Regions from separate parts of the Mus musculus genome. Here region 1 is linked to region 2. A link is a contact called in public Hi-C data. All regions are on one chromosome and are shown on one strand. Each heading gives the region's core, a stretch centred on a gene start, on an enhancer-like site or on the middle of the called end of the contact. The rest is flanking DNA. Distances are from core to core; before and after follow the strand shown.

Evidence for each region. A called contact is a pair of places that touch in the nucleus more often than the background predicts.
Region 1: a Hi-C map of cerebral cortex shows a contact between it and region 2, with 2.8 times the contacts expected there. The contact joins the enhancer-like site here to the promoter of Gfra2 in region 2. A contact is called at or near these places in 8 of 39 promoter capture datasets (cranial neural crest, frontonasal cranial neural crest, hippocampal neurons and 3 more), 4 of 484 Hi-C or Micro-C datasets (cerebral cortex, cortical neurons and embryonic somatosensory cortex), 5 of 115 datasets of contacts at active chromatin or transcription factors (embryonic forebrain, embryonic hindbrain, embryonic midbrain and 2 more) and 1 of 9 other capture datasets (embryonic stem cells).

What each region holds. Positions count from the first base shown.
Region 1 is chr14:71,890,266-71,896,095 of GRCm38.p6, reverse strand. The region is part of intron 3 of 4930434J06Rik (RIKEN cDNA 4930434J06 gene); the gene reads right to left. Among named protein-coding and RNA genes, the nearest start is that of 4930434J06Rik, 36 kb to the right of the region's middle. Within about 2 kb of position 4,210, at least 2 of the 459 cell types and tissues checked have an H3K27ac peak or open chromatin away from gene starts, as enhancers often do. A contact at or near this core is called in cerebral cortex, where this site is marked.
Region 2 is chr14:70,888,673-70,894,620 of GRCm38.p6, reverse strand. Gfra2 (glial cell line derived neurotrophic factor family receptor alpha 2) reads right to left here and starts at 4,514. Exons shown (of 9, transcript NM_008115.3): 1 at 3,727-4,514. The coding sequence starts at 3,766.

The DNA of each region.
Region 1 (5,830 bases), core at 2,961-5,460, 1.0 Mb before region 2:
AAATGCCCATCTGCCTTTAGCACAACCATCCTAACCCTCACTCCTGTGGGTACTAGAGAGAATCCACCTTCCATTCTTCAAACACTTTTAGTCAATTCTCAAAGCAAGGGCCAGGTGCCCACTGTACAGCTGTCTGATCACTCCTGCTTCTCCCAAGCCATTAACCTCAGGATAACATTCTGGGGGGCACTGGGTTACAACAAGGACATAAAAATTATGAGCTGGGGCTGTCATTGACTTCATGGCCTTTAATGGTTCCATTGTCTCCTTAAGCAGATGGGAAGTTATCTTCTGGCTGCAGCTTTGGGGAAAGGAAATGTTGGAATGCTTCTGCACAGAGAAAAAGAGTAGGCATGGCCTGCCCTAGCAGGCAATCATCTGGCATGGTAATAAAGTCTGGTGGCAAAATGAAACATTAAAACACCCCATAAAAGCCTAAGCGCTTCATCACCATCGCTAATGAAAATATATGATTGCCTAATAAAATGATCCATGCCAGCCGCCGGCCATGGATCTGCATTTATTAACACCTGTTACAGCTGCCATCTCCTTCCTGGGAAGGGCAGCCTTCTGCTCCAGACTGCTTATGGCCTGGGGAATTGAGTACAGGGCAAATGTCTGGTCAGTCACTCTCACATGAGAACCCAGCCAACCTGGGACCCAGCAACATCTGTGCTTCTTATGGCTGTGAAGAGACAAGGGCAGAGGTTGGTGAGCCAAGTAGAGTAATAAAACAGGATATTCGACTGTTGACAGTGCCTAGTAGACTGTAGAAGTGAGGCATACATTATCAACACATGAGCAATGCCCAGGCACACTACAGGATACTCAGAAAGAATAAAAGAATTTTATTCCTGTTCTCTAGCTCATTCCCTTCGATGAGTATTTCACTAGCTGTTCAAAGCACGAGTTACTAAGGTCATGTGAAATTCCTGAGCAGCTTGCAAAAACCGATATTGAGGCAAGTGCCATGTTAAAGTACAGCAGCTGTCTTCCCATAGACCTTTCTCGGCTGCACTACTTCTGTGACTCCTTCATACCCAGTTGTCGGCTCTGACACACATATGATCTATTTTGATTCTTGGAAAATGGGAAGTGCAGCTCTTCCCAAATTTGCTGAGGAGCTATGGGGAAGTCTGCCAAATGATGAGAAGTCTCCTAGCTTGTAAGCATCCAAGCTGGGTCCCAAGCAATGGATTCAGATTCTTTAATTACTCTAACATCATAGGGTAGAGAGACTCTGCCATTCTCTATGCTCCCACTCCTCCTTGATCTGAGAGTGGCAGCCACTGCCCATGCTTAAAACAGCATGACTAAGAACTGCAGAGTAAAAGGTTTTCACAGAAATAGTATTGTGTGACAGTCATGAATCCTAAAGGAGACTTGAGGACTCTGAAGGTAAAGGGCCTTTTGTCCCAGATTAGGCTTTCACCTTCCTATTGTCAGAATAATCACAGCCCAGTTGTCACTTGGATATTAGGAGATTCTCTATCATGTTCCTGAAACAGGATTTCTATTTGAAAATTTAAATTTGGGTTTAAACTTCAGGTATTTTATTTTATTTTATTTTATTTATTTTATTTTATTTTATTTTATTTTATTTTATTTTAATTTTCCTGTCTCCTTTTTGCAATCCTGTCTGTGGAGGGTTTTATTTAAAGAAATGACATTAGGCCTACAAAGAAAATAAGGGCTCATCTATGAAACAATTATAACTAACAGGAGCTCCTCAGATATCATTTAAATTTACCATCAAGCTGCCCTTCAAGGCAAACTTTATTTTCATTATTTTATAGAACTCAAGTTTGAGTCTGAATCAAGGTATAAGATTTGCATAGCCCACCAAATGAAGTCCATGAATGGACAGCTTCTATTTCAGGCCCACCCATGCCCTGTATGCTTTCATTACAGCACTCTCACTTCGGTGATGTTCCCCAACCTTGAGTTTCCTTGTCTCTGTCAGAAAGACCCTTGGACCTCAAATGTTATTATCTAGCTTACGATATCTCTCTTCTCATAACTTGCCTCCCAGTGAAGGCACTTTATTACTGGCTGTATTCTCAAATACATTTTCCTTTTCCAGCCACTACAATTTTCACAAGCAGAGGGGCGTTGTTAACTCGAGTTTTCCTTGCTGGACTTGACATTGCCTGATTGCATTCCACTGACATGCCCTCCTCCCGCTGAGTTGCTGAGATGGTCCCCTATCATTTCTGCATCCCAAGCTGGCAGGGTGTGTGGCTTTGCAGTGTCTTTTTTCCACTCCAAAAAGAATAGGATAGAACAGCTTTATGGATGAAAATCAGAGGCTCATGTAATGGGAAAGCCAGATTACTGCTTTCCTACCAAGGGAAAAGCAAAGCTTACCAACATGAATTTGTCCTCCTGTCTTGTCCCCTCTCTTTCCCTCCCACCTGAAATTCTGACTTTTTATGTGTGTTTTTGTCTTTCTGAGGGGGAAAAAAGATGTATATCTTGATAGAGCATTTCTAAAGTAGAAAGGGAGAACAAATAACAAAGGAACTGTCCATGGTACCCAACGGTCCTATTAGTAAATAATCCATTGACTGCTTGAGTCACAAAACTGCAAACAAGAATGGGTGACTAAAGACTCTTCAGTCATCTATTGGACATTTTGCAATAGATTGGACAATTGAACAGGTTAAAATTAATGGTGTACATCCTTCAAGACTTGCTGGGATTAAATATTCCCCACATTGTGTGATGGCCCAAAGCAAAACACAGCTTGGGAGGAGGAGAGACAACCGAGGTGAAGAGGCATATTCTGAAGCAAAGAACTTAAGGGAGTGAACTTAAAGAATACTGGGAAATGTTTATCTCAAAGTCTTGGAGGAGCAAAGACAGAAAAGGCATGCGGTCTCAGAAATAAGTCTTTCAACCAACAGAACTCTCTCAATTAAGAATGGCTGGCAACTAGAAGCAGGATCATATCCTACATTGTGGTAGGACATGCTTGAATCTATAGATTCAACTCTCTATAGATCAGTTTGCCACTTACAAATGCAAAACAGAGAAATGGTCACCCAACCCATGAAGTCATTCAGGGAATGGAACAAGATGGTATGGAATTCCAATACATGCCCAGATCCCATAAGCACCCAAGAATTATTAAGAGCTCTCTACAGCTCTTTGCTTTGATCAAGTCCAAGCTACAGGATTTATAAAGTATGCAAGGCATTTGTTTCTCCTGCTTCTCCACAGAAGCTTTTATTTTGTCCCTTACTCTTTTCTCCAGGGGGAGAGGGTAAGTGGAAGAAATGATGGCAAAAATCTAAGGAAGTGATCAGGGACTTGCTGGCATTTAATTACTAAGAGATGAAAAGACATAAGAGGTGGGGCTTAGAGAAGTTGCGGGAGTCTTTGGGGAGACGTGGAGCCTCTCTTTATTCATTTTATGCTGATATAAGAGGATTCCTGAGATGGATGACTTAAGGGCATAATTATAACGTATAGAAGTGCAACGCATAAATGTATTTTTCTGGATACTGATAAGCTCCCAGTCAAGGGACCCACATCTAGTGATAGTTTCACTTTCTTTGGTCATAGTAGAAAGCAAAATGATGAGAAAAGCGGGGAATGGGTAGTAGAATCAAACTACAGCTTCAAGCCTCTTTATCATTAGCTAATTATGGGGGGGGGACTTCATGACCTACACACCTGTTTACCTCATCTCCCACTACTGTTGAAGTGGAGGTTAAGTCTGGAGGCATAACACAACCATAGCCCATTAGTACTTTATGCTCAATATATAGCCAGCTATAGATATATGATAGTCATGAATTAGTTCTCAGAATGCAGTTCATTGTGATCCTACTACTGAATCACCCTCTAGTTTACCAGGAGAGCTAAAGTGCTAACGGTTCTGGTTATTTTGTGACACAGGTGGTCTGTGACAGAGATGATCTCATTTAAGATCAGCTGGCTCAGTCCCATGGATAACATGTAGGTGCTAGTGGGAGGCAACTATGAAAAACGCATTTTTTTTTTTCAGAATTTGCTGTGCTAGACAGGGATAGGCTGTGAAATCTCCTTTTAGGCATTCAATTTGTCAACAAAGATTTTGCTCAGGCCCCTCTATGAGAGTCATTGATTTAAACACTTTGTTGCTTTTGTGCAGACCTTATCCTATCTGTCTCAGGGCAGAGCCTGAGCTGAGAGAGAAGGAAAGTGTTAGGAGCTGGCTGCAAGGCTGACTGCGTGCATGTGGGGACTTTTCTGACAGACAGGCATTCAACCCACATTTACTGAGGCCTATCTGGCTCAGCATCATGATAAGCACTGCAAGAAACACAAAGATGAATAAAACATAGTCTCTGTCCTTGAGGATCTCACAGTCTAGTGGATAAGAGAATCAAATAAGGAAATACAAATAACACAAAGTGATGTTTTGAAATAGAGTGGTATAGAGTGTGCTCCTGGAGAAACTGTAACCTTCAGCAGGACGCGTGGGAAGCCAGGGCTCCCTAAACTGGTGCTTAGTAACTGGGAAGCCAGAACCAGGCTGAGAGGCAAGAGTTGGATGAAGACGTTGAAACCAGCCAGAAGCTGAGTGAGGGTGCCAGCAGCAGGGCCGGAGTGAGTCACAGAAATTCAGAGGGTGATGGTCAAAGCATGAGTCGTTGTTTTGGTTTTGGTTAATTTGGTGCATTTTATTTTGTTTTATAAATGTGAAGATCAACCATTTAGACAGTGGTACTTTACTTTGTAAGTCACAAGGTTAGAATCAAACTATGCACTTCAGCTAGACAGTGACAGAACAATGTCAGGAGTCTTGGAACTTTATCTTACATAGTCTGCAGTGAACAGACACTGTTTAAAAACATAGCAACCAGGGTTGTAAATTTTCCAGCATGGATTGTAGCTGCTCTGATTGTTCTGATGTGTCAACTTGTACCATGTTTAGTATTCTGCTCATGCTTAGTCAATGCTGACATTAAAAATGGCACTTAAACAGAGCTCCTGTATGGTACTTGCTATGCTAGTTAATCCCAGTGTGTGTGTGTATGTGTGTGTGTGTGTGTGTGTATCTGTGTACATAAACATGCAAATATGCATATAGAAATGAGAGCTGAATTGCGAGCATCTTTCCCACTCTCACTGAACCAGGGGAGTGCTGATTTGGCTAGACTGGCAGGTCAACATGTCCCAGGGTACCACTTATCTCTCTCTGCCTACCCAGGACAGAGCTTACACATGAATGCCACAGTGCTCAGATTTTGGGGGATGCTGGGGATCCAAACCCAGGTCTTCATGCCCATGCAGCAAAACACTGTACCAAGTGAGCTTTCCCCCCCAACCTGTTCTACTCTAAGCCTTGATCTATGTCCTGATAACCAGGAGGTTGGCTGAATCACTAATCTTTGGGAAGACAGAGAGAAGTACAAAGGGAATTTCTGGGGGCAGAGGAGAGGGCAGGAATGAAGCAGCTTCATTGCATACTTACTTAGAGTTTGACCCACAGAGGTCCTGCTGTTTCCCTCTCTATTTTAGAACTGGCCCTTTTGGACAGGACAACTGTGTTTCCTTCCTAGGAAACAAGATCACATTTCCAGAGGCAAATGGTTTCTTTCTTTCATTTCTCTGGTAGCCTCCATGTATCTAACATTCATTAATAAAGCTCCAATCCCTTGCCACAGGCATTTGGATTTGATTGAAGAGTTCAATATAAATGAATATCTAGAATGAACCATTTAGAAACACACTCCTCCCACAGTTAGGAGAAGTAGCTTCTAAAATGTCTACCTCTGTACAGGTGGTAAAACATGCTTCTGGGAGTCCTGTGGATCTTTTGGACATAGGCTCTGCATGA
Region 2 (5,948 bases), core at 3,265-5,764:
AGGCGGCATCTTCCTGTCTCCCTGTCCTTCCTAAAGCCCTAACTCCAGACCCTGCCCCCTCAAAAAGCCACATCTCTCTGCCAGAGCAAAGACTGCCTTCTGCAGGACCCAAAGAATAATTTGAGAGGCTTTCTCCACTCCCTCCCACCCAAAAGAGAATAAAACTCTAGGTCAGTCATCCCTTCCTCAGAATACTGCAGAATCCCCCTACTCCATCCTCATTCAGAGCTGCCACGCTCAGGCCTTCTCCCTAGGAGGCCCTGCTCATGGGGGAGCTACTGCAGGGAGACAGCGACACCTACAGGTAGAGCTGCACACAGCAAGCCTGTCACTCCCCAGAGCTGGGAGGGGCGGGGGGGGGGGGTGAGGGGGATCATTCCCAGTTGGAAACAGCAAAGGAGATGAAAGGGAGTTGGCCTCCCGATGGAGGAGGCTCCAATTACAGCAAAGGAAAATTTCTTCTCTTGCTGACCAAAACCCTGGCCCAGAACAGAAAGAGCGGAAGGATGTAACCACACTGAAACAAGACAAGTCGTAGAAACCCCCATACAAAGTGGAAGTTGCTGAAAGCAAGGTCTGCCCAGGCACTAGCCTGAGATGTGTCCTCCACTACAGCTGAGGTAGCAGCTTTCTTTCAAGGCTTCAGCAGATTCCTGCATCCCTTTACAGGACTCTAGTGCCTCTGGGCCACCCAGGAACAGCTGAACTACCACGCCCCCAACTCGCACCTGTCAGCTGCTCTCAGGCAGCCAGCCAGCTCTGCATTCTCTCTGACTTTGTCCCGGGGTTCCATAGGACTTCACCTTCCACCTGATTGAGCTAAAGGTTTAACTGCCCAAGCGGAACACAGAATGGGACATGCTGGCACTCTGGCTGGGTCTTCTATGGGCTCAGAACTTACACGAGTTTAAAGTCAGTCTTGGCCTGCCCTGCAGCTGAAGCCAAAATCTCCCTTGATATCCTTAACACAAGCCTTTACTGGCTCCCACACCAGTCTCAAAGGGCTTCCTCATCCTGTCAACTGATGTTCATGAAGGGCAAGAATAGTTTCTGCAGAGGACCAGGACATCCTTTTGATCATTGTCCCTATCTCTGGGACTCGGCTTCAGAACTCCCAGAATCAACCAAGCCCAAGCAGAGAAGGGAAACACAGTAACCGGGAGAGGCTAGCCAAGAATCAGAAGAAAAGGCTACCTTCGTGGCCTGGAGGAAGAAAACCTGGAATTATCAAGAATAGACAGTGTGGACCAGTTCCAGGGAGTGCCAGGGAGGGGAAGGCAGAGGTCCACATTGCCCTCCTGTGTCTACAGTCCCCTCAACAGCCAGAATGTGCTAGAATACCACGGGGGGCCTGGTGCTCTGCCCACTCTGTTTCCTCTCTCCATGGCATCCTATGCCAACCTTGGAAATCTGGATGGTTGGGTTTAAAAGCCCTTTCTCTATAAGGTAAGTCCTCTGACATTAGGTCTCACTCAGAACCTTTGAGAAAGGCATCTGAAGGGGGCGGGACATGGCCCCAGCCAAACTGCTGATTTGAGACTGAAATCCCAAACTGCTAAGGAACCGCCACACTAAACAGACTTTCCAAGTGGTTCCCAACTATATAGTCATCTAGCCAGGAAAAGGCTTTTGGATTTAAGTTTCCTTCACACCATTCATCCCAGCCTGTCAGAGCTTTTCAGACTCCCCTGGCCTGCCATTCCCTTGAACCCTTTGCCCTGATTTGGAGAGGGACTTTTTGAGGGATAGGGGACTGAAGGGGCATAACTCAAGGAGGCATCAGGCAACCCCCTCCTCCTCCACTTTCCATTTCAGCCCTTGGGGAGCAGGCAGTGGCGGACATCTCTGCTCTCGGCTCATAATCTCTACACACATACGTGCAAATACGTGTACACACCCATTATGGGCAGGACGCCCATTGCCACATCTGAGGAGAACTGACTCCTCAGCTAGGATCACCCAATGTGCAACATGGGGTCTGATACTGGAGGGTATTGTGCTCATATACCACTGCCCCTCAGAGGGGGGCCCCTATACTTGGAAGCATGCATCCTTTATGAGGGAGGGGTGTAACTCAACAGCAGGCAATCTGGCCACTTTTTACCTGAAATGCAATGCTTTCTTCTTCGCTCTGATCATTCTAAGACCCTAGAAAGCTACGTTTTCAGACCATTAATGAAGATAAGGTCAAATTTTGTGACAGTTCATTCAGAATGAGAGTTCACTTCCCCCAAGGCTGCTGGAAAGGGATGAAAGTGAGCCCAGAGCATCTTCTACCCTCCTACCCTGTCCCTCCCACCCACAGGGTTACTGACATGTGGAGAAAGCAAGTATGGTGAAGGCCACACCCCAGGGCAGGGCTATGTCCCCTGGGAATGCATAGCTGGGAGGTAGAAAGTCTGTGAGCAAGCAAAGATACAGCCAATATCTATTCACCCTGACTACAAATCCCCTACAATCTGGAGGGCACTTCTTAGACCATGCATATCTTCCATAAGCAAAGGCTACCTCCCTGTCTGGGCTATCCAGAGCCCTTTTCTGCTGAAGGTAAAGGTGATTTCTTGATCCCTGCTTGGTAGCCAGTTCATTCTGGTCTACCAACAAGCAGAACAGCACCTGGACTAAAAGCAGATGTCACACACACACACACACACACACACACACACACAAACACACACATTTTCCAGAATTCCCTACCAGTAACCTTGCCTGGGAACCCTGGGTCCACACATAGCCTTTAGCTTTGAAAGCATCTTTTCTTTACCTGTAAACTATTCCTAGACCTTGCTTCCCAAGCAGCTGAGATTTTACAAAGTATAAGGGGAGGTGGGGAGGCGCCTGCTGGAGCTCAGAACCACTGGGCAGCCGCTCCTCCCTGTCACAGAGGGAGGGGGCTTATGGGGTGAGCAGTAAGTGGTCTTTGTTAAGATCTGTTTTCTCCCTTTTCCTGCATTCCCCCGCACCATCTTCTTTCCAAGGAGCAAACTTTGGCCTCCTCTTTCCCGTGTCACATGCCCTAGGCCCCTGGGTTGTTGCTCTTGAAGGCCTTGAACACCCATTTGCAAGCCTGAGCTCCACCTACCCATCTGGCTTGGAAAGGGAGGCCGTGGGTAGGGAGAAACTTGCAAAGTGCTACAGAGAGTGGAGAGATAGGGTGCGTTCCTGAGACTGATTGGCAAGTAGGAGGTGACTACAAGGACTCCCCGCAAACGTCCAAACCAAGACCTCCTGCCGAAACCCACTGACTCTGAGAGCCTTCCAGAAAGGAGGGGCAGGCTTGATAGCGTCCCGCCAGCCTCTCCCCATCCTTCCTTTCATTCACACCAACAGTTGCATTTTTTTCCTTCCTAAGTTGTTGCAAATTGAACCCATTATTTTGAGGGAAATGAGCGCTATCACGGCCTGCAAGTAAGAGTGTGTGTCGGGGTGTGTGCGCGCGCGCGGCACGGGAGTGCGTGCGGAGATGGTTTGAATGTTGGAAGTCTCCTTCTCGGTCCTCCGCGCAACCAGCTAGCCGCTGCACAGCTCCCTCCTCTAGAGCCTCCCAGGCAGTTCGGCTCCCCGGAGCCCCAGGCCCGGGCTCCCAGCCTGGCGCGATCTCCCGGTGTCTCCCACGGCGCCCTGCTTGCAGCCCCCAAGCCCACCCCCGCATGCCCAGCTTCCAGTGGGCGACTGAACGCGCGCAGCCCCTTGTGACCCCCAGACTCGCCACCTGCAGGTACTCACCTAAAAAGAAGAAGAGGCAGAAGGCGTTTGCCAAGATCATGTTAAATAAATCCCACAGTTTTGTGTGTATGTGTCTTTCTCCCTTAGGTTTAAAAAATAAAAATAAAATAACAACGGTAATAATAACAGCCAAGCAATGATAACGACCCCCAAATCCAATGCGGAGATCCCGCCAGGCGGCCGCCGGTTGAAGATCCCGAGTCCAGGGATTCTCGCTGCTGGCTGGAGGGGGAGGGGTGGGAGGCGGGCGGTGGGCTGCCTCTCGACGTCCCCCCCTTGCCACTGAAATCAAACACACGTAGCTATGTGTCTGGCTGCCTTCTAAGCCAACAGCCTGGTCCTGAGGTCAGCCCAGCCCTTCGCTCTCGCGGCCGGGAAGGCGCGAGTCCCCGTGGGTCCAATTCCCCTGCACTTCCCAGGAGGGGACTGGAGAGGTGGGGGCGAGGCGATCTGAAAGTGAAGGACTGGAAGAAAGCAGCGAGGGAGGGGGGTCAGAATAAATGCAAATAGGAAAGAAATCCACCGACGGATGGGAGCAATCCAGTAGAGCTTCTAGGACGGGAGACCAGAGTCGCTTCTTTGGCACCAAGACGAAGAAAAAGATTCAAAATAAAAAAAAAAAAATCTTCTCCCGCTATCCCTTGCTTCGGCTCACTTTTTCTAATGGAATTCCAGTGCCGGTGTGCCTGTGCTTGCGTGTGTCTTTCCTCCCTTCCTCTCTCCCTCTCCTCTCCTCTCCTCTCCTCTCCCTCGCTCTCGCTCTTTGCTCTCGATCTCCGCTCTCCCTCACTCTCCCTCTCTCTCTCTCTTCCCCTCCCTACTCCCTCTCTCCCTGCTCCTCCCTCCGCCCGCCTGCTCCCTCCCTCCCCCTTCGCGGCTTCCTCGCCTAGGCTCTCGCGCCTCGCCCCTCTCCTCTGCTCGGGGCTCAGCGCCCCGGCTCCCTGGCGGCTGGCGGCGCAGCGCGCGGGAGCGCGGCGGAGCAGCTACACTCTGCAGCAGCAGTGGTAGCGACTCGGCGGTGATGGAAGCTACACCGGAGTGGCGCTGGCGCCCAGGAACACTGGCCTAGGGGTGAGCTCCACCGCTGGCTCCCTCGGCTCAACTGCCCGCCCTTGGGACCAGCCTGCTGCCTTGGCCGGAAAACCGACTAGATCCCCCGGCCAGTGTCCACGCTCAAACCAACGAAGCCTCCCGCCCCCTCCTCTCCATGCAATGTCTCATCCTGGCTAGGTGAAGGCTTGCGTTCTCCAAGTGCTCCTGCCCCTGCACTGGACCCCCAGAGCCATGAGGTTTCGGAAGCCTGAACGAGGTTAGGGAGACACTGAGGCCCGGGTGCTGGAGCCATCCTAGAGGCATGGGGGCAGGGCAGTAGAAAAACCCAGGCGTGGTGGTCCAGGTCTGAAAAAGAGAGCACCACTCTGCAAGCTGATGTATTCCTTGTGGGGAGCCGTTCTGAGAGTCTTCCCAAAAGCACTAGGGAACCCAAAGACGCCCTTGTAGGCCAACCCTATCTCCCTGGGTCTAACCCCGCGCTCCTATTCGTGTGTTCTGCATGCAGAGCTCAAGAACTTTTACCGCACACTAGTGACTCGCTTGCCACCCCACCCCGCGCGCGCTCCCCAACACACAGGCACACACACCAGCTCTGCAGCCATTCCAGACACCTCTTCCCCAGTTGGTCTCTCCTCCCCTGGACCAGAGAGAAGATTGTCTAGGGGTCCCAACTTCCTCCTCCAAGGCCAGTGAACCAGCCAGAACTGCGCGGGAAAAATCCAGCCCGGGTTGACACCCCACCCTACTGGGGAGCCCCAAAACAAGGGACACTCAGGCCTCTGCTTCACACCCCCTCCCCGCACACAGAGATCTCCTGGACTCCCTAGAGCTAGTCGGGGAACTAAGGCCACTCCCGGTTCCCGAAGCTGAGGGTGGAGACCCTTCCGGATGGAGACTCCTCCCCAAGCCGGGAAGGGGGACAATTTATCCATCTGTCTTTGGCCCCAGCTCACCGGCGTAATTTAGTCATAGAATTTACAATAAAAGCCCAGAAGCCCCGAAAAAAGAAGCGTCTGGCTGGAGAAGGGTTGAAGGCGAAGTGAGGTTGCTGACCGAGGTGGCAGGGCGGCAGACAGGCAGTACACATGTCTCAGCGCCCTCGGGATCATACAGCCCACGCACACCCGGCACCCTAGTTCCACGCTTTTCTCTGACACACCTTCGGCTGC